Linked DNA regions of Mus musculus: regions 2, 3, 4, 5, 6 and 7 are each linked to region 1. A link is a contact called in public Hi-C and promoter capture Hi-C data. All regions are on one chromosome and are shown on one strand. Each heading gives the region's core, a stretch centred on a gene start, on an enhancer-like site or on the middle of the called end of the contact. The rest is flanking DNA. Distances are from core to core; before and after follow the strand shown.

Region 1 (3,138 bases), core at 469-2,968:
CTATGTGCTCTTTAAACATGTTCAGTAAATAAACAAATCTTTCACGTTTCTCCAATGGAATATCAAACCAGTTGAGGCCTCTGATATTTTATATTTCATTACCTCATCTACTAAAATTGCTTCTTACCCATCCTGTTAACAAAAAAGATCCAAGGGATTCTCTTCAAAATCCTCTTCTGATATTTGGGTCACCCTAGTTGCTTCAACCCTGTGTTCTTTTCTCCCTTTTACTGTTGGCTCCAATTGGAGTTCCTGCTTCATTAGCGTAGCCATTGTCCTCCCAGTAACCTTCTTTCTCAGTGCACCCTCTAGGATGCCAGATCTTCTTATGGTCTACATGCTATGACGCTGAGGCTCATCTCCATATCTGTGTCCCCAGCTCCTACACTGGGCAGCTGTATGTCACTATCCCTTTAGACATAAATTCAAACTCAAAAACTGAATTTGTAATTCTTTGTGGTTTTATTTCTGATTATGGCATTGCTATTCTTCAAATGTCAACTGCTTAAATTCTAAGACTTACTTTTTCTTCTCTTTCAGCGTATAATTATCTATGACACATTAGCACTTGCCTCCTTTCTTGTAACAATACCGTAACTCTACTTTAGATTTTAATGCATCTCACCAGGACGTCATCACCTTTTCAAAATAATCTCAAATATAAGTACCTAGACTTTAGCTAAGAGAACCCAGAGTCAGCTATTTCTATTCTACAGGCTTCCCAGAGAACAAAATTACTTTCTGTAGTACAAATCTGACCATATCAGTTTCCTGCTCAAAGAGCTTCAAAAAGATAATTCATCTCATTTAGTGTTGGTTAAACTTTTCACTATTTGGATTTCACTTTACTTCTCCAACTCAAACTCTTATGTACACAACCTCCCTGTCCCTATTCCTTTTTCTCATAGTCTGTAACGTCTCAGTACCACTACAACTTTTCTTTTTTTGGAAAAAGTAATTTCACGAGTTCTCTTTATCAAGAAGTAGGATTTAGAGGCCACTCTCTTCTACAGGCTTCCCAGCAACTGTCCTTAGAGCAGTTGATTAAAGTAACATATTGCATACCCTCCACCCTCTTACGAACATCAATTTGCTTATAAATGTCGCTTCCAAACTGGAGATGAACACTGGATATTTGATGAACCTCTATTGAATGGCATAACACCAGTAATTCAAAAGGTGCTGTAATCCGCGGTTGAGCAAGGGTAAAACCCATCAAAACCTGGCACTTACAGTAGACTCGCGGTTGGCACTGAAGGCCTTGCCTTGGCTAGCTCCCGCCGTTCAGTTTTCTGCCGGCCTCAACTGCAGCACTTTTTACAAAATGCCAGAGTCTGGCTTCCTGGCCAGCTACAGGGCCCTATATAGAGGGTCTCAGGAAGCGGTCCCTGGGGCATCCTGAGATTCCCCACTGCAGATTCGGGAAGGGGAAGAAAGTGGGATGCAGCATGGGCCAGTCCAATGGCTCAAAAGTCTGGGGGCCTAGACCAGCTCCTTGGCTCCCATCCCAGGGCAGGTTGCGGCCGATCCAGGTCCCCACGGGGGCTCCATTTCCAGAGACCCCGCACCCTAGCCCGGCTCTCGGGTGGCCTCCGAACTTACAGACCCGGGGGGAAGGTCGCCATCTACATCTGGCAAAACCAGGAGCTGCGGCCCCTCGGGGCTCCGGGAAGGGGGAGGGGCAGGCAACCTGAGCCAAAGGGGGACCCAACGGAACCGGAAGGGCAGCCCTGGCCGGACAAAGACAACTTCCAGGTCCCATGGTCATCTCCGCCAATCGGAATGCTCGGAGGACGACGGGCCCCTGAGAGGGACTTTCCGCGTTGTGGGCGGGGCGAGGCCAGGGAATCGGGCTGCGGAGGGTCGGCTTCGTGAGCTCTGCTGCTTGTGGTTCTTCGGTAGAAGGCGGGCCCGAGCTCTCTTCTTCGCGGCTGCAGTCACGAAGTGCTCCCGCTGACCGTTGCCTGCATGGGCCTGAGCAGCCTGTCTGCGAACAAGCCGTGGTAAGTCCCTCCCGCCCAGGGATGTGGACTCGCTGCGTGGGAGCCTGGAATGCAGAAAGCTGTTGTTGGGTCCCGTCCCTTGTGGATACTGGTGTTTCTTAGGAAATCTTCCTTTTATGTTCCCAGGTCAATCTCTTGCCTTCCTTATCTTTGGTTACCCTAGCCGTTCACAAATCTGTGGTTAACCTGAATACCTCTCTTGAGCACTGGAGCCAGCCACTTAGACCGATTTCCTGTTGTCCAGTGTTTAGTGTGCCTTTTTCGTAACAAGTTCATGCCCAGGCCTACCTAGCTATAGTTCTTGTTTGGTGAAACAATCATACAGGGCCTCTTCCCAAAGAGAAAATCTGGAAATCATTCTGAATTCCCTTTACTTTGCCCATCCACTTAGTTATTGCTTTCTCTACATTTGTTTTATTTACCGTTTGGTGGTGTTATTATAGGAAACAGAAATAATTATCAATTTAATCTTTTTCCAAGCTTAAAGCTAAGTGGCTTTGTACAATGTTGTATAACCACTGCTAGCTATTCCCGCATTAACTCCTTGTATTATTTTGTGGATATCCATTTTCCGTAATATCTGTTGAAAAGGTGAACTTTTTGCCCATTGAGTGGACTTTTTGGAAATCAGTTCGCTTTATGAGAGTTTCTTATTGGGCTGTCTAGAGTACGGTGGTCTATGTTTATTCTTGTGCTAGTACCATACTGCTTTAATAATCGTAACTTTGCAGGCAGTTTGGCATTTACTGTGAGTGCTCCATCTTTATTCAAGACTGTTTTGGTTCTTCGAGATGTTTTTCACTTCCATCTGAATTTAGTATCAGGAACTGGACCTAGGACTTTTCATGATACGCAAATACTGTATTACTGAGCTACATCTTCAGCCATACTTTTGTATTGATTTGAGGATTGACTACCATTTCTTGGGAAACGGCTTTTGGAACGTTTTTTTTTTTTTTCCGTTTTTGTAAATCTGTAGGTTGCTTTGAATAGTATTATTATTATTATTATTATTTTATGTCTTCTTGCCCATAAACACAAGGTGCCTCTTCAGGCCTTTTATATAAATTATTTTCAGAAATGTCTTCTTAGTTTTCTGCATTCTTGGTTCATTCACACATTTTTATCAGGGTCT
Region 2 (3,138 bases), core at 444-2,943, 1.8 Mb after region 1:
CAGGTACATACTGGGTTGGAGGCCACCATGAACTTTTTTTAAAGATTTGTTTTTATTTTATGTGTATGGCTGCTTTGCTTGCACACATGTCTGTGGAACACATGTGTACCTGGTGCCTATGAAGACCAGAAGAGGGCATCAGATTCCTTGGAACTGGAGTGACAGGATGTTACAAACTATCATGCCCTTGCTGGGAACAGAATTTCCAGGTCCTCTGGAAGAGCAGCCAAGTGCTCTTAACCATTGAGATATCTCTCCAGCCCCAGCAAGAACTATATTAAGATCTTATCTCAGGAAGAAAGCAAAAACAAGACAAAACAAAATTACCAAGCAGGAAGACAAGGCAAATGCCTGATTCAGGTGGCTGAATATGAACACCAATCATGTAACACAGGCAGTCAGTATGTAAGTTACAAGCTATGTACTTTCACACAACCAACACTTGAGGTCTTAAACATTTTGCATACTTGTTGGCTGATTTAAATATAAACTTCATGTACTAGATGAGACAAGAAAACAGACACAGAGCAAAATCTTCACAAGAGAAATAAAATTCGTTAGGAAAAAGGCAATTTTTTTCTTGAAAAAATTGTTTTAAGCCTGTGGCTTAAAAATATTACAAAAACAGCATGAAAAAAAAATTCAAATGATCGAGAGTGACTGACTACATAGCAAATCAAAGTTAACGGAATAAAACAGACATTAGCAACCATCGGATAAACACCAACGTGGTCCTAAGCACTAGTTTTTGCAGAAACAAAATACGGTTGATAACAGTGGTACACCAACGGCTTACTTCTTTACTGCATTAACTTAGCCTGAACTGAGTAAGACCTCCTTTGGAAAACCAAGAAAACGACACCTTGAGTTACAGGGGAACAGCTCAGAGGTCATAAAAACATTTGAACTTATTGATAAGCAACTGCTTATTCACTTAAATAGCTCAACAACGGGCTAAGAAATGAGATCCACATCCAAATCATCAGAAGAAAACTACCACTCCTAAGAAGCAATTTAGGGGAGTGGTGAAGCTGAGGCGACTTGTCATTCTCTCCCATTATGGTCGCATCGATCCCGCCCACCGGCTTCCACCTCTCAGGGACTTAAACACACCGCGGCCGCGTCCCTGGAGCAGACAGCGGCTCCTGTTACCTCTGCTGGGAGGACCCCATCCCGGGAGCACTACCCGCTCGGCCCGGCTCCGTCTCCGGGAGGCCGAGCGAGTTAGAGTGAGAGTCTTTAAGCTCGGAGTCCCGTGAGGGTCAGGGGATCGTGACATCCCCCGGGATCTCCCCTCAAAGAACTGGACAGCATTCGGGGGATCCGGGCTCCCCTGGTTCTCCGCGTCACGCCGCCTCGGACCCGGTCCTCTCGCACCGCGGAGCGCCCTCCGCCGCGCCAGGATCGGGCGCCCGGTAGGGATCCCGCCGAGGGAGAAGGGCGGGCCGGCGGGAGCCCCGCAGCCGGAAGGGGCTTGCCTCGCAAGCTGGACGGCCTCCGGCCCGGCTCACCTTCAGGTCGTTCTCGGGAAGGTACTTGCACTGCCGCGCTATCTCCACATACTTGTCCAGATCCAGCGGCGCCATTTTAGGAAGAACAAGCCGCGGCGACAGCAGCGGCAGCGGCTGTAGTAGCGGAGGCAGCGGCGGAGGCCGAATCCGGAACCCTCCTTACGTCACGTCCGATCCGTGAGTGGCGTCTGCGAAGCGACGTAAAAGCCTGACCCGTTCCGCTCTCTCTCTCAGGCGGAATTCCGGGCCACGGATCTATCTCCAAGAGAACCCGGAGGTCCTTTTGATAAAACCTACTGGGACCCGTAGCTCTCTGCCGCGGGGCGTGCTGGGATTTGTAGTTTTAGTAAAATGCTCTTCCTTTCCTATCCTTGGCAACAGACTTCACCTCAAATGAGGCTTTTTCTAAGGAAGACCATGAAGTGGTTAACTAAGAATTCCCTGGCTCTCACTCCTACCCTGTAAAGTATCTTCAGTTAAAGTTAAGAGTTACTGTTACCGCCTTTCCAGGACTACTGAAGACCTGGCCTAGACAACATTTGAAACAAACTTAACACCACCGGTTCTCTGGCTGGGGGGTGGGGTGGGTGGTGGGTGGGGGAAGAAACAAACAATAAAGCATTTCTTATGCCACATTCTGTACAAATACTGGCACTTTTTTTTTCTCCTGTTCAATTCTTGTAAGACTGTAAGAATGCAAAGTTTGCATGTGTTATTTGCCCCAAAATCTCAAAGGAAACAGAAAAGATGGATCCTAGACTGAAAAACAGGCTACTGACTTAATCCGGTGAGTTCCAGGAGGGGGCCGGAAAGGTTTTTTTTTTTTTTTTGTCGTATCCCAGTGCCAAGAACAGTTCTTGACACCTACTATAGCTTTAACATTGGTCCATTTGACAACTCTATATTGAATAGCAACAAAGTACAGATACACTTATAGGCAGTTAGAATAACCAATGGCTGCAATAGACAAAAATCTCTATCCTTGGGGCTGGAAAGAGTGCTCATTAGTTAAGAGCACTAGCTGTTCTTCCAGAGGATCCAAGTTCTATTACTAGCATCTACGTGGCTGCTTTCAAGTCCAGTTACGGGAGATCAGACACCTTCTTCTGGGCACTGTGTGCATGTGGTACAGAAATATATTTGCAGTCAAAATAAATAAAATAATAAAAAATAATGTATTAAAAAATCTGTCCTCAACTTGCAATTTAATTCTGTTAGAGATAACCGACAAATATAATAAATTACTCAGAGCATGTTAGAAAGTGATAATTTAAGGAAAACATTCCAGCATAGTAAGGAGGATGGGTTGACACAGGATTCAGAATTAACCTGACCATAGTGTACCACATATTTGACCACAGCAGTGATGAGGCAGCTGGATAACTGTGAGTTCTAGGATAGCCTAGTCTATGTAGCATGTTGCAGGTCAACCAGAAGACCTTGTCTCAAAAAAAAAAAAAAAAACACAACAACAACAAAAACACAGCAAAGTTGGGAAGGTGGGAAGTTGTATGGAAGATATCTGATGCATTTCTAAGCTTATTTGGAGCTTTTGTGGAAGAGCCATACCATAGTGGCTGGAGCTCAGAGGAAGAAATGAATACATAGATTTATTTTCCTTTTGATG
Region 3 (3,138 bases), core at 343-2,842, 1.6 Mb after region 1:
ATGAAAGCTGGGCGTGGTGGCGCACGCCTTTAATCCTAGCACTCGCGAGGCAGAGGCAGGCGGAGTTCGAGGCCAGCCTGGTCTACAGAGTTCCAGGACAGCCAGGGCTATACAGAGAAACCCTGTCTCGAGAAAACAAAACAAAACAAAACAAAACAAAAAACCAAAAACCAAAAAAACAAAAAAGGTACTGTAATGAACATTTTTTAGTCACCTCCCATCCCAAGTGTAGCAGCGTACCCTTGTATCCTAAGTGCTCTTAAGTACCAAGCTGAGTTAAGCCATGTGTTTGTGTGCCTGTTTCCAGAGCCAGTCTTGAAGGTCTCTGAGGGTTTAATGCTTTTCAGGCCCAGGATGGGGATACTGGTTGGATAGAATGAATAAGCCTTTTGTAAATGGGATAAGGAGAAATGAACCGAGTGTGGATTAGTTTTAAATGGAAGTCTAAAGATGACCAGGATTCTACTAGAGTTACAAATATACATCATATTTCTGGACATTTTTTGTAGTGCTAGGATTAAACCCAGGATTCACAATATTTTTGAATTCCCAATTACATTCCCCATCTTTGAAGACAAAAAACTTACAGGCACTGTACTTTGCCATCCCTGATGTAATTAAGACAGCCCTTACATTTTTAAATTTTACATGTACCATGTATGTGCTGTGCCGGCAGAGGTGACTGGATCTCCCTGGAGGTGGAGTCGCAGAGCACTGTGAGCTGCTATGTGGATGCTGGGAACTGAACCCAGGTCTCCAAGAATAGCACTTTTTTTCTTTTTTAAATTTCCCGACAGGGTTTCACTCTGTAGTCTTGGCTGATCTAGAACTATGTAGTCAAAACTATCTAGAACTCACAAGAACCCCCTGCCACTGCTTCCTAAGGGCTGGAATAAGGCATGTGCCACATTACTCGCTATGTGTAGCAGGAGCAAAACCATGTCTCACCTAATTTTTTTTGCTCGAGTTCTACTAGGTTAAAATGTAATAGTTTTCTTTTTTTTTAATATTTTTTATTAAATAGTTTTCATATAGTTACAAGAAAAGATTCATTTTAGCCTACGTCTGAAATAGAAAGAATCCTGGGGATTCTGCAGCTTTCGCCTCCTAAAATATGCCTCTTCAGTCAGGAGTACAGGTGGCCACAGAATCCTCTTTAATTTTCGGAACGCCCGCAGGAGTCGTTACATCCTCAAGAAAGGATGTTATCAAGCGTCCTGCCAGCCCCTGGGTTACACATCAACGCCTTTAAAGCCGTTTACTTTTAACAAAGTGGGTCCTCTTGTGGGTCAGTGCTTAAGAGACTCCGGCACTGCGCGTCACTCCCTGCCATCCCTTAGCTCTAAGATTTCTTCCTCCGGAGCGGACAGAAGCGCTGGCTATACCAGCAGCCCGGCTTCGGAGAGGACAGAGTTACGGCTGCAACGCCTGACACCACTTCATCAGCATTCCACGATCCCACGGCGCAGTTCCGCCCACAAGAGCTTCCGGTTCCGGCGCATCCCGGAAGTGGGCGGGCGACGGCGGCTGCGCGCGGAGGAGGGGAGGCGGTGCCTGGCGGCCGCTTCCCGCCCCCAAGCGGAGCCGGTGCGGAGGGGAGCCGGGAAAGAGCGAAGCCTAGGCGGCTGAGTGGCCGCCGCGCTCCCGCCATGGCCCGGAACACACTGTCCTCACGCTTCCGCCGCGTGGATATCGACGAATTTGACGAGAACAAATTCGTAGACGAGCACGAAGAGGCAGCGGCGGCGGCGGGCGAGCCAGGCCCCGACCCCTGCGAGGTAGACGGGCTCCTGCGGCAATATCCTTCCCGGCGCGGCGGCCCGGCTCGGCCTTCGCACCCTGATCACCCCAGCCCCAGTCTCCCGGTCCTCCGCCCAACCCCAGCCCCTCCCGGCTCCTGTCAGTCCCAGGTTCTCCCGGTCTGTGGTTGGCCTTACGCCTTTCTCAGCAGCGCAGCCCTGGAGCTCCTCTCCCTCTGCTCTGCTGCGCTCCGCATCCTTCTGGGTGTCCGTGCATCGGCCTTGGTATCCCTTTATCCCTCCTTATAGTAAGCGGGGTCATTCCCAGGTGCTGCCCTCAGGAGGGACCGAGGTGAACCACCTTGGATTCATTGAGCAGCCAGGGCCACTGCCCTACTGCGCTTGTCTAACTGGCTTTCTTGGGCCCGATTGTAGCCCGGCGTGAAAATAGGTGGGTGGATGGTTGGAGGAAGACTGACTAGAGGGCGGAGGTGGGGGAGGTGTGCTTTAAGGTCCAGCCCTCAGGTGTGATATGGCCTGCTACCTTTTCTCACCTGTCGCCACTTTCCTCAGCACGTTGGGTTTTGCGCCTTTATGGACCAAGTACATTCAACAAGTAATGCGACTCTGCCATTAACCGCCTTGTGCAGAAAGCGTGGAAAAAGCTAGTGATTCAGAGCTCAAAAACACCATACAGTGTCAAATGTAAAAGTGGCTCCCCACGACTGAAAATGACTGCTGGTGGCCACAGAAAACAAGCATTTAGAACAGAAGAGTAAAAATAGAGGTGATTGTCACAGCTGGCTTGGTCTCTTAGCAGTTTGAGCACCACAGGAAACTGATTTATTCTCACAGGAAGATTTTTTTTTTCTTTATTCAAATAGCTTGACAGGAAGTGTGTACCCCTCCCCCGCACTTGCCAGGGTAGGGTTGGAGGCTCTTGCTGTATATAAATCAGGTTCTGGCTGTTTAATCAGTTGACTCAGCCTGGGAAGTCAGGTGTACCGCTTTTGGGAGGAGTCCTATAGTGCTCCTCTAATATATCTTGAAAACAACCCTTTTAGACTGAACAAGAATATGTTTTTGAAATGTGGAGATTTCAAACTTATTTCCTGCACCATTCTGATGGTTAAATTGGGTCATGAGAAGGCCCCTAGAGGGAAGATTGGTTTTTAGAATGGTGCAGGGTACTGACTGGTTTATGTGCAGGTACTGTTGACAAGGCTCCAGAACGATGCATTTGGGCCAGAATCCTAATTATATTGATGAAGAGACTGGGATCTGTCAGCTTCTGCTTTGGTGTTGTTGCTGGGCCTTGCTGAAGTCCCTGGCTGTTTTTTCTTCTCTCTCTCTCTTTCTTTCTTTCTTAGGCAGCTTAGAGGCATTGGCTTAGCTTATA
Region 4 (3,138 bases), core at 379-2,878, 1.5 Mb before region 1:
GACACTGTAGAACCGAGTCTCACCAATCTTCATCCAGTTTCCAAGGTGTGAAAATCAAGACTGAGAGGGCTCTGACACCTGGGATTGCCAGACCCCACCTCCACCACCCCACCTGATTCTTGGTTTCTCTCCAAACCAAACTCTTCCACTGGGACATCAACATTCTGACCATAGTGGACCTGTGGCCATCTCTCCCCAGTCTCCAACTTCATTAAACCACTTGTACCACACTTAGCACAAAGTTCAGAGCCTGAGCCCTCATGCTCTCTGCGCACGGAATCTTTAGTGGACCAATGGTTTCTATGCTGTAAATAAAGTCAGCTGGCTTTATTTACTCAGCCAATGAAAATAGAAACCTCTCGGATTCGTTGGTGCTTTTGTCCCACCCCGTCCCTTAAAAGGTCTGAAATGAATTCAAGGGTGATTCATCTGCTCACACATGCTTTCACCCCCACTTACTGTCACCTGCTACATCCCCCAATCAGTGTCTGCGGTGGTGGTGATGGTGGTGGTGGTAAAAGATCGTGATGAAAGTAGGTTGTCATTTGCTGAAACCTTGTGCAAGCACTAGGCACTATGCTCCAAACCGGAACGAACCGGCTTCCCTTTACCGAGGTAAACGGGACCAAAAGAAGAAAAGTAGCTTGCTCAAGGTCGCACAGCTAAGTTGAAGAGTGTAGTGAGGCGCTGGCGAGCACAAACCTGGCCCAAGAGTGGCACTCTAAGCATGAAAGTTTACTAAACTTTAAATATCACTGAAATGCAGAAAGTGAAAGGTGGCCCCTGGCCCCGGGGCCAACAGAGGAGAAGACAGGACGGATAAACCAGGATCTACAGCTTGACGAGGCCAGGGCTGCAGACATAAGAAAAGCTGTAGGGGAGCAGAGCAGAGACGGGCTGACCTGACCTGGGAAGTGGCTCCGGGGGCCAGGCCTCGGGACGACCCCCCTGTGCCCACGCGCCGGGCCGGCGGGCCTCACCTCCTTCCACCTGAGCTGGCGAAGACTGATCTTGAGCGCGTCCAGGGAGGTGCGGGCCTTGGAGCTGTCCACGGTGACCGGCCGCATCGAGCCTGCGCTCCGCCGGTAGACCCGGCTCCGGCTCCGGCCCCGTGCCTTCACGAGCTGGCTCAGGGCCCGCGCCGCCGGCCTCGGCTGGGCCAGGGGCAGCGCTGGTGGCAGCCGCCGGACGACGCGGGCCTCTCCTTCCTCGGGCGCGTGGCGTCGCGTCGGGGTCGGGATCCGGCCCACGTCCTTGGGCTGCTCCTCCAGCTCCAGGCGCTCTGGATCCCCGGCCGCGCCAGCGTCCACGCCCTGCTGCTTCTCAGTCTCCGCCGGTAGCGACTCGGTCGCCGCTGCTGTCGCCGCCGCCGCCGCCGCCGCGTCCGCCTCCCACTCAGCCTCCGGCTTCTTCTCCGGGCTGCTGCGCCGCATGACGCTCAGGGCCGGTGCCGGCGCCACAGCCACCGCCGCCGCCGCTGCTCCGCCGTCCCGGCCCGCGACCAAACTGCCGCCGCCGTCGCCGCCGCCGCCGCCGCCACGCGCTCCCCGCCCGAGCCCGTTGCCATGATCTCTCAGGCCCCGGTTGACAGGGATAGTCGCCGCCTCGGGACGGGGCCCCGCAAGGGACAATCGCCTGCCGGGCCCGGCGACCTCACAAGCGAGCGCGTCCACGTGACCAGGCCTGTCACAGAGGTGGCGATAGCCATCTTGGAAGAGGGCAGCTTGTCACACATGCAGAGTTTCTGAGCACTCAGGGACTGGCTAGGAATGATTTATAGTGGGGCTGAGGGTAAAAGAGGTTGCGCTCCTGTCTCGCTCCCGAGCTTGGAAAGGGAAGGACTTGGGAAGAGCGGCATCTTCCTCAAACACGAGACTTAGTTTCCCCAGTCCTACTACATTCATCGACTCCTTTTCTGTGAGCCTCAGACTGAGGCTGGAGGCCACCTTTGTCGGTTTTCAGGTCTCTCCCATGAGATGGAGAAGCCCTTCAGATTCCTAGACTTGTAGAGGGCAACACTTTTTATTACAATAAAAACATATAACAAAACGTACTAATTATTTTTAAATTTATTATGTGTGTGGTGTGTATAATTTTGCCTACATGTATGTATGTGTACTATGCATGTTCCTGGTGGAGAAGGAGGCCAGAAGAGAGCATCAGATTCCCTGATGTGACCTGCTGCGTGGTTCCAGGAAATGAATGGCAGATGAGCCTTCATCTCCAGCCCTCATTTAATCTATTTTTAATTCACTCTTCAGTGGCATTCAGTGCATTCATACTGTGGTGCAAACCATCTCTACCATTCATCTTCAGAACTTTTCATATTGAAAGCATACCCATAAACTAACTCCTGGGATTCCCACCCCACAGCCCTGGTCACCACAAGTCTATTTCCCCCTTGAATCTAACTACTGGGGTACCTCTTGTTTTTATCTTATTTGGCTTCACAAGGTTTTTGTTTTTGTTTTTCATCATAGTGGGTGTCAGAATTTTACTCCATCATAAAGCTTACAAATATTCTATGTGTGCGTGCACAATTATTCTTCCATAGACCTTTCTGCGGACTTTTTGGTTATTTTAATCCCTTGACTCTTGTGACTAATAGTGCCATTAACATTCATGTACAAGTATTTCTTTGAGCCCCTCCTTTCAGTTTTTCATGGCTGCCATACTTTGTTGTTGTTAAGATGGTCTCTTTAGCAGGCCTGGCTGTCCTGAAACTCACTATATAGACCACTTGGTATCAAACTCACAAAGTTCTGCCTGCCTCTGCCTCCTGAGTGATGAACTCCTATACCCAACTAAGGTAGGCATAAAAATGTAGAGTTGATCTAGAAGAGGGTCCTCTCCTGCCTGAGGGAGCCACATTTGGGTTAACTTGAAAGTTTCAGAAAATGGGGTTAGAAAGTCGTAACAGCAGCCTGGACTGACCAGTGGCCGTGGTTGCACTTCAGTGAGTTCTGCCACATTTAGTTTTAAGGGTCCTGGGGGAAAATGGCCCCTCCTGCATTTCTCCAAAAGTCTTGTTTCCTTGGCCGGGAATTTCAGTGTGTGAACAAGCTGCCTCGAGGCCCACCCAGGTGTGGAGGCGTCAAGAACCTGTAGGTGCTTGAGGTGCTTACCCTGTGGCCCAGA
Region 5 (3,138 bases), core at 197-2,696, 1.4 Mb before region 1:
TCAAATCTGCTTGCCCGCCTTTCATGTGTTAGTACTAATCATGTGTTTTAACTTTTACTACTCTGGTTATTTACATAATTATATATACCAATTGTGCAAACTTTAAAGAGAAATTTATTAGGATGCTTTTGCATGAAATGTTTGCTAAGCCAAATTAAACATCTAACAAAATATGTCAACTCATGTTTGACCAGTTACACGGTGGGATAAGAATAAAAGACTGGCTGATAGGAAAATCCTTTCTCTCGCCTCTAAGTCAATTTCATATAAATATGCTAACAATTTCTTCATCTGAGGAAAATACCAAGTTGCCATCCTCACAGGTTTGTGAGAGCCTACGTGAAGTCGTATAGGAGAACATTCAACACAGTGCCTGCCATGACAACACAGCCATCTTTTCCCTCTGTCTCACAGTATAAAGTCCAAACTGTTCCCGCCTCGTCAGTGACTTCTCTAGAGGCTTAGCACCGCTAATCTAACAGTAGGCTGACATCAGACAGCTCTCAGCTTCCTCGACAACACGGTTCTACAAGTCCTTCCTCACTCTGTTGCACTTTGGCTGAAAGATTTAACAGGCTGGGTTTCAGAAAAGATCTGGGTTCCTGTTACAAGTCTTCCATACACTGTCTATGTGACCTTGGGCAAATCGCTTCTACTCTTGGGGCCTATTTCTGGTCTACAAGGGAAACCAGTTATACCCTACCTTACTTTGTGTTCCAATTAGCAGCCCGGCCTTTAGAAATGGAGTGATCATGTTTGTGATAGTTACAATAGCACACCACTTTTACTTCACGTTTCACAGAGCCATGCACTGTGCTGTACAGCCTCTTTATCTGTCTCTTTATAAAACTATAAACTATAAGAGCTGGGCACTGTCTCTTACTTCCCATTGCACGTGCACATAACAAATACTTAAATGTCTCTCGAAGAAGTAAATGCTTTACTTGTGTCCCATTACCAAAACACCCTGGCCCATGCCAGACTCACTGTCCAACACGTACTGTGTGCTGCCGCGGCACCCAGGCCTGCTCTGCACCGAGATTTTGACAGACTTGGAAGGGGAAGGTGAGCACCAAGAGGAGGCAGGCTCGCCTCACCGGGAGGGAGAGCAAGGGGCTAGGTGATGCTAATGGAAAGTATCACCCGATTCACAAGAAGAGAGGCCGGTCGCAGTGCGCACAGGAATGGCTGGAGCCAAGGCGAGATGTGACCATGCAGGTCGCAGAGGCCGGAACCGTGCCTGGGCCCGCCTGAAAGCTGCAATCCCAGGCTTCCCGCCTGCCCTCAGGAAGAGCCTCACCTCCTCCACTTTCAGCTCTTCCAGAGTTGGCAGCTCCACTATCCCCGGCATGACGGCGGTAGCCGCGACCCTGACCAGGTGCCCTCGGCCGTGTCGCCCGTCTCCTTCAAGTCCCCTTTGGCTGGCCAAGACTGCCCGGTACCATCTGCGCATGCGTCTCCAGCGACGCGCAAGCGCACTGCTCTAGGGCCGCTGGAGGAGGCGAAGCGTAAGCCATTCCAGGAAGTCTAGCGGTCCCGAGGGGCGGGGCTTCATCTGGTCTCCGCCCACATCTCCTGGTTGTCATAGTGACGCCAAGACAGCTGAAGTTGGTGTCTGTTAGACACTAGCTGTTAACATGCAGTACACCGGGAGCCAGTATTTCGGGGAATACATAAACGGGAGGTAAGCCCCCATTCGTCCATGTCTCCACTTTCAGGCTAGTGAAAGACAACTGTTTTTAAGCCTCCGCCAAGGACCCTCAGCCAAATGCTTTCAAAAACTTGTTCAACTATAGTGCTCAAGCACAGATACCTAATAAGTCGCATAGGTAGGATTCACTCATTCATTCTTTCATTCATTCATTCGTGTGTGTGTGTGTGTGTGTGTGTGTACGAGCGCGTGCGCGTATCCCCTGCACCCATGACCATCTGTAACCAAAGTTCCTCTTCTGGCTTCTGTAGGCACCAGGCATGCACATGGTACACATTATATACATGAGAGCAAAACATACACATTAAAAAATAAATATTTAAAAAATTATGCAGGCAAAGAAAACTAGAAAATGGTATTCAGAGCTGGAGAGATGGCTCAGCAGTTAAGAGCACTGACTGCTCTCCCACAGGTCCTGAGTTCAAATCCCAGCAACCACATGGTGGCTCACAACCATCTGTAATGAGATCTGATACCCTCTTCTGGGATATCTGAAGACAACTACAGTGTACTTAGATATAATAAATTAATAAATATTAAAGAAAAAGAAAAGAAAGTGCTATTCGGCAAATACTGATTTTTCTCTGTGTCCAGATTTTGAATTTGACCCTGGTCAGAATCCCTGCAAACACAGTGGGACGGTTAAGCGTAACACAGTTATGACAAGTAATCAAGGTCAGCCCTGTGGTCAAGAGAGGCAGACCACATGTGAGATGGTCACTTTGCCTTGCCAGCAGCTCTGGATGAAGAAAGCAGAAAATTTTTTAGAGCTGGAGAGGCCGATGCTGGGGGGGTGGGTAATGGACAGATAAGCGATAGTTGTTTGGGCTATAAAGCACTTCATGGGGCTGTAGAGATGCAGAGATGAAGGAGGATCTGTATGCACAGGCTAGAGGAACTGCAGGGTGTTTTGAGGAAGCAGGAGTAGTGGTCTAGCCAAGCACAGGGACAGATTCTTAGAGAGAGTGGCAGTAATATATATAATGGGATGCTGTCCACATCTTCAGTCAGCTTTGCAAGGGAGATGGTATTATCTCAGCTTCAAGGTTAAAGGGTAAAAGGGAGCCTTAAAGGACTCAAGACCCTTGTCTAACCCTTTGGAAAGTGGCAAAGATGCTTGGGTGTGCAATGCCTTTCATGACAGTGAGACAGTTCAGGCTGATCTTGCAAATAAATGGTGGAACTTAACAAAACAACCCAGCTAAGTGAGGGAGTCGAGAATTTCTACCCAGCTTTGTGTCTAAACCATATCATTTCTTTTCATGAGGCAAAAGTTCCTACAGCGAAAGTTTTGACAGGTGGAGGTGAAGGATTGGGCTTGGGCACAGAGATTGAAAAACCCACACACATCTTGATTTTAGGTTTGTTTTGATTTGTGTAAGAGCCCTGGCTATCCTGGAATTCGCTCTATAGACCAAGTTAGCCTT
Region 6 (3,138 bases), core at 413-2,912, 1.3 Mb before region 1:
ACTAACCTTATTTCTTTGCCTAGTTATCCTCTTTGATTTGACTTCATGTGTGTGAGTGTTTTATCTGCTTAGTGTGTACCATGTGCATGCGGTACACACAGGGGCCAGAAGATGGTAATGGACCCCCTGGAGTTGGGTTACATATGGTTAGTGGCTGCCACGTGGGTGCCAAGAAACAAACTTAGCTCCTCTGCAAAAGCAGTAAGTGTTGGTAAGTGCTGAGCCGTCTCTTCAGCTCCACATAGGTCTGTAGTGTTCATAGTCTGTTCCTCATGTAATGGTGACTGAGTATACGAGCTTGAGGGTCTTTATAGCAAAGACAAAGTAACAGCAGTGGGCTAAGTGCAGTTCAGCTTCTCCTTACCCCTGAGAGGAACTGACGTTTGATAGGTCGTGTCTTTATTGCCTGTTTCTTGGGTTGTCAGAGAATGCTGTCTGTTCTAAAGGATTTGGCTTTACCCTGTAGGCCACTTGTTCACAGTCAACAGCTGGTGCTTGGTTATATCACAGCTCCCTTTCCAACCTGAGAGTCTATGCCAGAAATGCCATTTTAAAGCTTTAGATTCTTCACACCTGGGTGTGGATATTCTAGTTTGACATTTTGACCTCATACAGGTATAGAATTAAGGTTATTTAAAGATGGAATGGAAGTTTTTTAGATACCTCCTCTAAAACATTAACAGTGAGATGCTTGGAGAAATAAAATTGGTGTGTGCCACCCTCCGTGCCTTTCAGACATAAGAGCTGGAGAGGAACTCAAAGACAGGGATTGGCCTTGAATTCCAGTGGCATGGCATGATCTGCTCTGGAAAAACCTGAAATACTTTTGAGTATGTCAGAAGCCTTGTTCTTGTGAGTTTGTTGTCTTCCACCCACTTTCTGTTGCTTTTAGGATTGCTACAAGGTGAGGCTGAGTGTTAGGGACTCTGTACCAGGGAGGGGGCCTGTCAGAGGGGCTCCTGAAGGGTGTTAGGGTGATAGTGTTTCAGTGTAATGCTTCCATTGACTCTGCCATTAACTTGTGCTCAGTACACGGACACAGTTTATTCACACACTAACAGCTCTTACTGAATGTTAACAGTGCCAATCACTGAGTAAGGTGCTTTAGCTCACTCACTGTCTTAGTGATGTCCCGGTACCTCATCATCTCTGATTGTGAATGATCAAATATACCTCGCAGGGATCCTGGTCCCAGAGCTGGATATAAACTGAAGCTTTTCTGACTCCAAGATCGTGCTTTGACTCTTCTGCCATTCTCCCCTTTTTGCTGTGCATACCATTGGAGGTTTATTGCTTATGCTGAAGTGTGTGTAAGCTTGGTATTGAGTGTAGATGTGAACGAGTTAAATTTATTTACTCATTCCACATTGGCACTGGTATATTTTGAGTGTAAAATGTCAACTGGATTTTTTAACGTATGAAATCTTTCATCTGTCTTTGCACCGATCTTTGCACAGACCAGCCCTCCTCCCTTGAGAATTTATTGTGGTTTTGATCTGTGTTGCCTCAAACCATTGAAATCTTTTCAAAGAAGCAGAGCTGTTTTCTTTTTCTTTTTTCTACTCTTTCTTTTTTCCTTCCGCAATACACTGGTACCAGGAGTGGACATAGTTTGCTATTCAGCTTGATCAAAGCACTCTACACCAGTGTAACTTCCTGATCTTACTGGTAACAGAACTAAATGTTTCCATGTTCTGCCAAGATGGGTTGCCAGTTATCGACAGAGGGCTTGCATCTGGTAATAATTATTTACTAATTCTGTTTACCTTTTGATCTGGTTTTCAGTGTACAGCTGCAGCTATCAAGGCTATAAGAGAAAGTGGAATGAATCTGAACCCAGAAGTGGAAGGAACACTAATTCGGGTACCCATTCCTAAGTAAGTTTGGCTGAAATCCACGTATTCCAGTGGTGTGGGGTAGTTGCCCTTGGATGGAAACCAGTGCCCTGCAGCATTCTTGGGCCAATGATGTGGCTCACTTACCTGCGTCTTTTACTCTGGCTGTGCTATAAGATCAGTTTGCTGGTACAGTCTTGTTTACCGAATACCTATGTGTGCTAGATGCTTGGTCTACAGCAGTGAATTTCAGAACCCCTTGTCCTCACACTTTCTGGCAGGAAAGTTAGGACAAGTTAGCACACAGAGTCATCACAGCTCACGTGAAGTAAATTCTAGGAGGAGATAAAAGGCATTGGTATTCAAGTGAGGGCGAGTGGTGGGAGAGTTAGAGGACAGGGCAGTTTTAGTGTGTGGGGATTCTGTAAGGAGCTAATGCTTCTGCTGAGAGCCTGCTGAGGAGGCAGAATCATCAGCCTAGGGGAAACAGTCCAGGAAAGATGAGTGGCAAGCAAAGGCCTCAGATCACAAAGCAACTTGACACTTGTCAACTCTAACCCCATAATCCCTATCGAATTATTTTTACATTAGTCTTTGGTAATTGAAGAATTAAAGGCATAGATCCAAAGTCATGGTTTTTTGTTTTGTTTCTTAATGGGGTTTTAAATGAATAAAAATAGATCTTTGTTCCTAAAATTGAAAAGAGAAGACAGGGCTGATGAGATGGTTCAGTGGGTTAAAAACAAACCGTTGCCATAGAAGCCTGATAGGCTGACTCCAGTCCCTGAGCCCACATAAAGGTGGAAAGAAGCAACTGACTCTACAGAGTTGTTTTGGCCTCACGTGTGGGCTGTGGCAGCAACCCCTCCCCACCAATAATAAATTAAAAATATTTTTAAAAAGAAAAGATAATACTTGGGAAGTGGGGTCAGGAGAGTCAGAAGTTTAAGGCCAGTCTGATCTACACAATGTAACTCTTTCTTGAAAGAACTGACAGGATGGTGACATGTTTGAGTAATAGAAAATCTGGTGTGCCTGAAGCTCAAAGAAAGGTTAGTGAGAGCAGGGTTTGGACAAGTACCGATGGGCGGTTCAAGGCCATGGAAGGAATCGGGATTTCTTCTAATGGTGAGGAGAAGCCGTTGGATGGGTTAAGGCCATGGATTGATGATCTTACAGAGCTTTGTGGGTGTCTCTCTCATTGCTAATTAACATATGGAATTTATGAGACAGAGTAGAGATAAAAAGAACAGTCAACAATCAAAGTTACAGCAATCCAGGTGAAACATGAGCCATGGTTACA
Region 7 (3,138 bases), core at 371-2,870, 1.2 Mb after region 1:
GAGAAAAAAGGTTTTCAACAATTTATATACATAAGATAGTATTTAAGAAAAACAATGTTGGCCATTCTCTGCTCCCAGAATTCCATATCCCCAGTCAAAATTCCTACCAAAACTATTGTCCTACATTATTAGTACATCCTTAATAAATGTCAATGGCTAATTCTTGAGGTGATTAAGACTCATTTCCATCTTCAATCAAGGCGCAACGATTCAGTAAATTCCTTTTAAATCACAGAGCTAAACTGGAAAGAAAAAATGTGGAATGAAGACCCACAATCTTTCCAACAAAATATTTCCAACAAAATAGGTCAGCAAGTACAATACACTAGTCGGGCAAGCCTGGAAAACTGAATTCCATTGTAAGAAGCCACATGAAGCTCAGAATGGACTCCACCAAGTTGTTCTCTGACCTCTACACTTGTCCCATAGCATATGTACAAGCACATACACAGAGAAAATTTAGGAAACAGTCACCTCTATTAGTTTTTGAAATGTGACTCTCTTCACCCCACTAACAACATTAATCGCTAGCCTTTATTATCTTTACAGTTTATTTCAGGATTTATCTCCATTTGATGGATAGAGATTTAACTCTGTAAAAAAAAAAAAAAAAGGCTGAGGGCAGAGTGGCTCTCCCAACGTTGTGGAGGCAGAAGCAGGTAAATTTCTAGTTTAAAGCAGCCTGATCTACAACAATCGGGGCTATATAATGAGACCCTGTCTCAAAGGGGGGGGGGGGGGGGGGGACTAAACTGCCCAAGTAGTTCACTAGAAACAGTATGGAAGCATTAAACATCTAAACAAACCAATTAATCCCAAATTCTGTGCTTTCCCATTGTAGCATCCTGCTTCCTAGAGTACCTTAGGAAAAGCCAAATTGCCCTCATGTGTAAAACTTCAAAATGAGTAAATACAAACTATTTAACATGTAAAACCTCTTGATCAAGGCATTCCCTAATAAAAGCCGATTCTCATGATGCACTCTGACAGTTCTAGCTGGAAGCTTGAGTCCAAGTGGTCTAACTACGGTTAATAGGTCAGTTACCGCTACGGTCGGCCTGTCTAGGCTTACCTTATACACCACCCCCGCGATGGTAGTGCCAGTTTTCCGAGCTTTCGGGAGCTTGAACCCCTTTTTTGCGAAATCCGCTTCCAAGACAGCATTCCTAAGGGAAGGCACAGAAATCAAGTGTTAGAGGACAAGACCACTGGCGAGAAGAGTGGGTGCTTAGGAAGGAACTCAATTTTCTTCCACCCCAGTGTGATCACTGGATTCTCCCATTATTAGCACCATCGGCGAGGAATTACAGATCGGGGCGGTGACCCAATCCCTCCAAAGCCACAGGAAAGTCCAAATCCTTACACACTGGCAAGGGGAGAGGGCCGCGCCGGCCTCAGAAGCAGCCCGCGCTGGGGCCCGATTCCCTGAGTCACACGGCCGCGGGCACCATCCCCACGCTCGCCTCACGCCCCCGACCCCGGCCGCAGCCCAGTTCCGATCCGGCGTACAGAGTTCCCACTCGGGTCCCGATCGCGCCCCCGGGCATGAACACACCTGCGACAATTATCAAAAGAAAAGCCTCCGACCGGTGGCTGAAACACCGACACAGCCGCCATCTTGCCAAGAAAGTGTTTCCGGGCCGAGGGCGGAGCGACAAAAAAAGAACTTAGCACTTCCGGCGCCGCGAGAGACCGGGACGAGAGGGCGGGGCAAACTTCGAACTGGCGCTCTTGGACATAGAGTTCTTGAGTTCTCACTTCCTAGAGAGGCTTGGGTCTTTGAAGTAGTTTTGCCTCAAGTCCTGGGAAGGGGAAACTGACGATCAGCCGAAGGGATGGAATTTGTTAAATCAGATAATAAAATTCCCCCAATAACCAAATCTCCTGACGCTCAGACCAGATCTGTTTCTGCGGTTAAACTAGAATCCGGCGTGTATCAGGGACATCCACACACCCCAGGTCCAGGCAAAGCCGCTGAGCAAATCCCTTTCAACTCCCTTATTTCCTACTGTTAGTGTGTAACGGAGCTTTCACCTTCCTCAGAAAGGCAAACAGACACATGGAAAGACGTTTCGTGCCCTGAGTCACGAGGACAAGGCAACCCCAAGCCCCCAGTGAGACACTGCTTTGGACCCACTACAATGACTGGAGTTGGACAGAGAAAAACTCTCTGTGACAGGTGGGAATATAAAACGGTCATCTGCTCCGGAAAACGAACTGGATCTTAAACCAAAATTATCACTGTCATACCTACCCAGAAGAACTGGAAAGCTAAGTTCACAGATGCTTCTAGGCAAATGAGCATAGCAACCAGGTACCTAACAGGCAAATCGGGAAACAACACAAATGCCCATTGACGGATGAATGAGTAAACAAAATGTGGAATATCAGCACAGTGAAACAGTATTAGGCCGTAAAAGGGAAGGGAATGTGATACCTACTAAATCAGGGGTGACCCTGGAAAACAATTTGCTAAATATAAAGAGACTAGGCATGGAGAAGAAGAACCACATTGTATAATTACATTCACATGTGATATACTATACATTCATGTGGTAATCATGTTCACATGCCTGTGGGTACATGTGGGTGTATGGTTAATGTTGGGAGTCCTCCACCACTCTCCACTTTACTCTTTCAGTCATCTTCCCTCTGGGCCATCTCCCCAGCCTTAGAGAGTTCCATTTGTATGAAGTATCTCAAAATAGGCAAATCTGCAGAAGCATAAAGTGAATCAGTAGTTGTTAAGGCTGAAGGAGAGGCACTGGATTGTTTATGGGCACAGAATTCATAATGTTACCCAGCACTATGAGTGCAGTGTTATGTAATTTTAAGAAAATCTTCTACTGATGGAAATGTGAGGCTTGCTGCGGAAGTCAGGAAAATATTTTTAAACTTATTTAGGCAATAAGTGACACCCTCCATGACTGTGAAATGAATTCATTTACAAATATTTATTAAGCACCTACTATGTCCTATTATGATTGTAGCTGAAGACAGACGGATGGATAGATAAATGAATGAATGAATGAATAACATCCTAAGGATCTAGAACCAGTGTCTCAACCATATTTTTAGTAAATGTTCACTAAAAATTAAGTTCCATCTGATTGCATCTCTGGGTCTTTTGAAATAAAG

Evidence for each region. Promoter capture Hi-C pulls out the DNA fragments that hold promoters and counts their contacts. Hi-C and Micro-C count contacts between places; a contact is called where the count stands out from the background. Capture Hi-C pulls out chosen DNA fragments and counts their contacts.
Region 2: a contact with region 1 is called in a promoter capture Hi-C map of adipose tissue, with 9 times the contacts expected there. The contact joins the promoter of Ppp6c here to the promoter of Zbtb26 in region 1. A contact is called at or near these places in 3 of 39 promoter capture datasets (liver and pre-B cells), 1 of 484 Hi-C or Micro-C datasets (CD4 T cells), 3 of 115 datasets of contacts at active chromatin or transcription factors (differentiating embryonic stem cells, regulatory T cells and thymic regulatory T cells) and 2 of 9 other capture datasets (adipose tissue and liver).
Region 3: a Hi-C map of muscle stem cells shows a contact between it and region 1, with 2.2 times the contacts expected there. The contact joins the promoter of Arpc5l here to the promoter of Zbtb26 in region 1. A contact is called at or near these places in 6 of 39 promoter capture datasets (the 3T3-L1 cell line, embryonic stem cells, hippocampal neurons and 3 more), 6 of 484 Hi-C or Micro-C datasets (CD4 T cells, embryonic stem cells, liver and 3 more), 7 of 115 datasets of contacts at active chromatin or transcription factors (astrocytes, bone marrow-derived dendritic cells, extraembryonic endoderm stem cells and 4 more) and 3 of 9 other capture datasets (adipose tissue, macrophages and pancreatic islet).
Region 4: a promoter capture Hi-C map of pre-B cells shows a contact between it and region 1, with 4 times the contacts expected there. The contact joins the promoter of Ttll11 here to the promoter of Zbtb26 in region 1. A contact is called at or near these places in 7 of 39 promoter capture datasets (the 3T3-L1 cell line, embryonic stem cells, hippocampal neurons and 3 more), 1 of 484 Hi-C or Micro-C datasets (CD4 T cells), 1 of 115 datasets of contacts at active chromatin or transcription factors (astrocytes) and 1 of 9 other capture datasets (embryonic stem cells).
Region 5: a contact with region 1 is called in a promoter capture Hi-C map of pre-B cells, with 5 times the contacts expected there. The contact joins the promoter of Ndufa8 here to the promoter of Zbtb26 in region 1. A contact is called at or near these places in 6 of 39 promoter capture datasets (the 3T3-L1 cell line, cranial neural crest, embryonic stem cells and 3 more) and 4 of 115 datasets of contacts at active chromatin or transcription factors (astrocytes, embryonic forebrain, epiblast stem cells and 1 more).
Region 6: a promoter capture Hi-C map of liver shows a contact between it and region 1, with 4 times the contacts expected there. The contact joins the enhancer-like site here to the promoter of Zbtb26 in region 1. A contact is called at or near these places in 10 of 39 promoter capture datasets (the 3T3-L1 cell line, 3T3-L1-derived adipocytes, the C10 cell line and 6 more), 1 of 115 datasets of contacts at active chromatin or transcription factors (large pre-B cells) and 1 of 9 other capture datasets (embryonic stem cells).
Region 7: a contact with region 1 is called in a promoter capture Hi-C map of pre-B cells, with 14 times the contacts expected there. The contact joins the promoter of Psmb7 here to the promoter of Zbtb26 in region 1. A contact is called at or near these places in 13 of 39 promoter capture datasets (the 3T3-L1 cell line, the C10 cell line, HPC-7-derived erythroid cells and 8 more), 1 of 15 datasets of contacts at CTCF or cohesin (large pre-B cells), 7 of 115 datasets of contacts at active chromatin or transcription factors (astrocytes, bone marrow-derived dendritic cells, embryonic stem cells and 2 more) and 1 of 9 other capture datasets (liver).

The regions. Positions count from the first base shown.
Region 1 is chr2:37,441,454-37,444,591 of GRCm38.p6, forward strand. It overlaps Zbtb26 (zinc finger and BTB domain containing 26), which reads right to left and starts at 1,719. Exons shown (of 2, transcript NM_199025.3): 1 at 1,234-1,719. Rabgap1 (RAB GTPase activating protein 1) reads left to right here and starts at 1,832. Exons shown (of 26, transcript NM_146121.2): 1 at 1,832-2,003.
Region 2 is chr2:39,224,656-39,227,793 of GRCm38.p6, forward strand. It overlaps Ppp6c (protein phosphatase 6, catalytic subunit), which reads right to left and starts at 1,694. Exons shown (of 7, transcript NM_024209.3): 1 at 1,512-1,694. The coding sequence starts at 1,586.
Region 3 is chr2:39,006,547-39,009,684 of GRCm38.p6, forward strand. It overlaps Arpc5l (actin related protein 2/3 complex, subunit 5-like), which reads left to right and starts at 1,593. Exons shown (of 4, transcript NM_028809.1): 1 at 1,593-1,798. The coding sequence starts at 1,650.
Region 4 is chr2:35,978,192-35,981,329 of GRCm38.p6, forward strand. Ttll11 (tubulin tyrosine ligase-like family, member 11) reads right to left here and starts at 1,629. Exons shown (of 10, transcript NM_029774.3): 1 at 981-1,629. The coding sequence starts at 1,433.
Region 5 is chr2:36,047,892-36,051,029 of GRCm38.p6, forward strand. Ndufa8 (NADH:ubiquinone oxidoreductase subunit A8) reads right to left here and starts at 1,447. Exons shown (of 4, transcript NM_026703.3): 1 at 1,301-1,447. The coding sequence starts at 1,351. It overlaps Morn5 (MORN repeat containing 5), which reads left to right and starts at 1,582. Exons shown (of 5, transcript NM_029309.2): 1 at 1,582-1,684. The coding sequence starts at 1,638.
Region 6 is chr2:36,157,814-36,160,951 of GRCm38.p6, forward strand. It overlaps Mrrf (mitochondrial ribosome recycling factor), which reads left to right. Exons shown (of 7, transcript NM_026422.2): 5 at 1,786-1,877. Among named protein-coding and RNA genes, the nearest start is that of Rbm18, 23 kb to the left of the region's middle. Within about 2 kb of position 1,663, at least 8 of the 459 cell types and tissues checked have an H3K27ac peak or open chromatin away from gene starts, as enhancers often do. A contact at or near this core is called in liver, where this site is marked.
Region 7 is chr2:38,642,286-38,645,423 of GRCm38.p6, forward strand. It overlaps Psmb7 (proteasome (prosome, macropain) subunit, beta type 7), which reads right to left and starts at 1,621. Exons shown (of 8, transcript NM_011187.1): 1 at 1,556-1,621; 2 at 1,073-1,166. The coding sequence starts at 1,617.